Linked DNA regions of Gasterosteus aculeatus: region 2 is linked to region 1. A link is a contact called in public Hi-C data. All regions are on one chromosome and are shown on one strand. Each heading gives the region's core, a stretch centred on a gene start, on an enhancer-like site or on the middle of the called end of the contact. The rest is flanking DNA. Distances are from core to core; before and after follow the strand shown. Region 1 has its middle 20 kb from the start of gata5. Region 2 holds the start of LOC120828808 (rho-related GTP-binding protein RhoA-C).

The links. A called contact is a pair of places that touch in the nucleus more often than the background predicts.
Region 2: a contact with region 1 is called in a Hi-C map of skeletal muscle, with 6 times the contacts expected there. The contact joins the promoter of LOC120828808 here to the enhancer-like site in region 1. A contact is called at or near these places in 2 of 6 Hi-C or Micro-C datasets (both in skeletal muscle).

The regions. Positions count from the first base shown.
Region 1 is chr2:19,626,689-19,629,276 of fGasAcu3.hap1.1, reverse strand. No RefSeq gene overlaps it. Among protein-coding and RNA genes, the nearest start is that of gata5, 20 kb to the right of the region's middle. Within about 2 kb of position 1,281, at least 1 of the 9 cell types and tissues checked has open chromatin away from gene starts, as enhancers often do.
Region 2 is chr2:19,787,078-19,789,665 of fGasAcu3.hap1.1, reverse strand. It overlaps LOC120828808 (rho-related GTP-binding protein RhoA-C), which reads right to left and starts at 1,314. Exons shown (of 5, transcript XM_040192418.2): 1 at 1,129-1,314.

The DNA.
Region 1 (2,588 bases), core at 32-2,531:
TTGTTCCAATAATCAATTATTCTAGTTTGAAAGAAAGGCTGAATAAAAAGCCACCGTAATATTATATCCCTTTTTACTACCCCTGTTTTCTGTTGCGTTCAAACGGGACACACAAATAAAAATAGAAAACTCTCTTAAGGACTAGTATTAGTAGTAGGTCTTTGTTGACTCTAAAACGACTCAAAGGGACTCTTATTCGCAGTTGGCATTTAGAACACGTACTAAATAAATGGTTGTGATTAGCTTCTCATAGTAGTTGCTGAAACCAGAGTGGAGGTTTGGCAAAACCAAATAAAAAATGTTATACTTTCCAAAAAAGCAACAGCTTCTTTCAAAATAGACTTCCGCCTCCACTGTAACACCTCAGGTTCAGGGAACAAAACTACTTAGTAAGGTTTAGTGAAAGACTGATGTACTTGACTATATTTAGGAAGTAAACCTACATAGATGGTTGTTCTGGTTGGAATAACGACTTCATTGTTCATGATTACAAAGATTACAAACAAAATGATATCATTACATACCTCGCCATTAATTGTTTCAAGAATAGCCGCAAATACCGGGTGAAACCAGCCTGACTCACCTGACGCCACATACTTACATCAAGGAACAAGCATACTTATTTGACCCCCAAAAAAGAACTTATTCAAATGCAAAACTTAATGTTTTACCTAGTCTAACCAAGTAGTTTTGTTACACAAACTTTAAAATGAACAACTGTTGGAATTGTTGTCAGAAAGGACGCTGTATGAAAGTAAAAAAAGAAGAAACTGAATGCAGTAGTTTATTTTGAAAACCATGTCGCCCCTGACACGTCTAAAAGTGGAATACACAGGTCATAAATGAGAATGTTTTGTCTCTAATGCCATTGTGAAACACCAGTCTACATGTTTCTTTGGGAAGATTTACTAATTTATATTGGATCACAATTGTATTCACACGAGGAAGCTTTGTTGTGTAGCTTAAATTAATAAAATAGACCCAGGTCTTCATTTCCAGTGCTGCTCTGTAGCTGATCCTGTGCTGCTCTGTAGCTAATCCTAACCTCTGACCTTTTAATAAAAACAACCATGCAAAGTGATTTAACCAAAGACACACTGCAGCTTCATTAATATAAAAAAAATGACGCACACAACATTTTTTAAGTTTGAACCTTTTGATTTATCCATCTTTTAAGAATGCACATGACTTTGCTGCCTGCAAAGACTGTACTTTGCGACTGTGCCGTCCCAGGTCAGTAAAGGTCTTGCAGCTGTTGGTATTGCTGGCCTCAGTGCTGTCCAGGAATAGCTACCTGGGCAGGACCCCTAGAGCCACGTTCTAATAAACAGCAGGGGTATCTCTAGGACACCATGCATACAAACCTCCTGACTGTCATCCTCTCTCTCTCTCACACTCTCTATCTTTATAACAAGCTCAAATTTCCCCCCATGCAGAAACTCCCTTAGTCAAAAACAGCCTCGGACAGCAAACATGAACGGCCCCAGGCAGCAAGGACACAACGCCCACAATTCAAATAAACAGCGTGTGTGTGTGCACTAAACACACTGGGCATGTATGTGTTTACTTGATTGTTGGAGGATTAAGCACTAATATGACTACATAAAGAAAGTATGAAATTTTGAGGTAATTTTGTTTAGTGTAAAATGGATAATTCAAAAAAAAAAATGCATTTCTCTCTTCGTCTGTCTTCCAACACCTACCACACACATGCACTCTTAATCTATTCACGCCGTCACAAACACACACACACATGCCCGCCTCGGAGGCCCACGTAGTGGCTCTATGGATTAGATGAGAGGGCCTTTTTGCTTTATTTAGTGAAGTGCTGCCTAATATGATTATGGTCAGCATGCCTCCCGCTCTCCGCAGCTCAACAAACTGGGAGCTATTACCTGAGTCCCCAGTGACCGACCATCCCACCCTGGAGAGAGAAAGAGACAGGAAAAAACACCTCATAAATGCATCACTGCTCAAATGTATATGCTGAAAAAATATATTTGTTGACAAAAACTTATTTAAGGCGACGTATCTCACTTCCTCAGGCATGACAAGTGAGCCACTGTGGATCTGTTGTGGTCCTGCAGTGATCACCTTTAGTAGATGATGTCCGGATCACATACACACACGATCACATACACACACAAACAATGTAAGTGGTGGTTCATCACAGGACTCTGGGCTGCGATTCCAAACAGAGCATCCGCTCACCATCAAGCTACAATATGTGGCGCTGAGAGTTTGAGTTTAAAAAGCAAATTGAGTGAAAAAAGTAAATATTAATAACAATTTTGTACTGGTCATGGATGAAACATTGTCACATTGATTTCCACATTACTAGCTTGCAAACTTTGTAAAGCAAGAGGTTAATAATAAGCTATACTACTATATATATATATATATATATATATATATATATATATATATATATATATATATGATTTTGATGAGCGAACGGACTGCTAGCCTTTAAATAAACACTCAGCGGGGATAAGAACATCGAGTCCACTGTGACTTGACTGCAGTGTCTCAGCCTGTGCAGACGCACTGCAGGGATGTCCCAGGCTTTCTGCTGAGAATGTCTATGC
Region 2 (2,588 bases), core at 65-2,564, 160 kb before region 1:
CGTTGAACTGCGGATCCATGACTTTGATTGGTTTATTATTATTAAGACTCTGGAAAGATTGGTCTCTTGTGTCCACTTGCCCGAACAAAGGTTCATTTACTCACATTCACTCCATCGATTTACGAACGCCGACTACTTGACATCAACCGTTTCCTCTGTCCAATGTTTATGTGCTAATGTATGTGATGTGCTCAGTGTGATGGGAAATACAATAGAAGCAGGTCCCTTTACATTCTGTGACACGACTGACGCGTGTTACACTTTAGACAACAGATAATAAATGTGACCTTGTGTTGTATTCGTCAAAAATCTCTAGAGCAAGAATTTGACTGAAAAACTTTGTTCTTAAATCAACAAAACCTGTGACAATAAATCACTTCATAACATAAAAGCAATCTCCTCCCGTTTAAAGATTACCTAAATCGACACATCATGGTGACTAGATGTCACGGTGTTAACCTCTAACCTGCCACGGCTGTTGTCCTAAACACGCGTATTTGGAATATGTGCGTCACTAAACCATCGTGCCTGTATACAACTCAGTGGAAGCATCTAGAGCTCGTTGGTGGATGGATCTCCTCATTCACATGGCATTTAGCCCACAGCCACAGTGACACCAGCTGATGTTGATATATGAACATTTTACCCGCGTTAGAGAGTCAAATATGTAGACGTGGAACTGTAGAAAATGGCTAATATCCGAGTAAGTGCTCAAAGGTCTGACGTAACGTTTTCTGTATAATTATAACTTAAATTCACTTCCTCACTGCCGTTTACCTCTTCGTGCAAAGGGCTATAGCGTATGTCAACTCAATCTCTAGGGAATTGCTTCTCCTTATATATACCTTGCTATCCTAATGTCGCCTTAAAGTACATTGACTTCCTCATTTAGCCTCTATTTCTTAACGAAAGAGTACTTCTAGCTAGCAGCGGTTGCCATTCCATCTAAGGAGGCTAACTATTAGCTTGCTAACTTTGCTGAGTTTTCCGGGGGACCTGGCCTCTGGTCAAACTAGATATCTAACATTTTAAGAGCTCTATACATCGCTTGGTTCTAACACCTAACCTGATATTCAAACCAAGTTAGCAAATACCCAATGCGAGGAGTTACTTTTACAGCATTTTTACCGTATTATTGGATATCCTCGCCTTTCTTTAGTTTTTCCTGTCGGACCTATCAGTCACGCCCCCAGTGCCACGGAGATAACGCCCGCCCATAATATGTACTTTAGGCCAATTGGACACGGCGGAATAATGAGTGACTAGTGACTCAGCCAACCAACTAATGCACGTACAAATTGCCCAGTTTTATCTGATGGTTTTACCCTGAATTATTTATATATATGGCCGGTTTGCCTCGTTGATATTTTGCCCTCACTTTGCATTCAAACTGTGCCGTCAGAGTTTGACACGTGTAGTTTGGACTTGGGCAGACAAGAAGCTGTGAAAGCGGATGGACTAGAACCCAATATTATTGTCTGAAGATGGACATGAATGATGATAAACATAGTCTGTAATGTCAGTACAAAAACTAGTCCGCTACAGATCACCAACATCTAGCAAGAACACGTGACAACGGATTTGCGTTTTGAGTTGAAAGTTACTTAAAAACATTAGAAAAAATATTTAAGTAGACGTACAAGAAGTAAATGAACGCTTTACAGCTGAATTCAAGACAAGATAAAATACAGTAATATTTTGTTAAAATCTGTCAGTTAAATAACATTACACAAATTATTTCCGGGGAAGACTAAGTTATTTCTTTAGCTATTTCCATCAGTTTCCTTTTGCACTTATGGAGATATGAAATGATATATTACATTTGGTAATGTCAGAATATGTATTAAGGCCTTTGTAGGTCTATACTCTGCTTGTGACCTTGCTTGCATTTTTCTTTTTTAATCTTTATATATATATGTTTACTGTTTTGTACTATTTGGACCTTGAGTCTGAAATAAAAGTTGATACTGATGTACTTATCAAAACATGTACTACTTAGCATTGGATTAAAATTAAAATTTTAAAATTCACTGCAAAGGCAAAGTGTGGAGGTAATGAAAGTAACAAAATACACTAAGCATGTAACCAGAAGTGCAAAAAGTAGTGAAATGCAGTTATGAACAGAATGTATGCCGAATGAAATATAGAACGGGAATGTGAGCAAAGGGGCATACATATATACATTGACTTAGTTTCAATTCATTTCTGGATGCCTAAGGGATCATGATTATGTTGTTTGATCCCCTCCCTTGACCCAAGATAATATTGAAATACCTTCAAAATAATTAAGCTATATCATGAACTCATGATGATCACTCATCACGCGAGACGTTGTTAAAACACAAACGATACCTCTCTGTGACCATAGTGATGTCAACAACCAGCTGCAAGGAATCTGCGCATGCGCATATCTCAGGTCATAATTTTGACTTTGTAACCTTTCTTTTTTTGTGGAGGAAATGGGCAAATACACAAAAAAGTAATTTGGGTCACAAACTTAAAATGTCGGCAAGCGGCCCGTTTTTCGATTAGTTTTTTCTTTCTTGGTTTCTCAATTGAATAACGGAAAAACTAATCGTTTTTGGTTT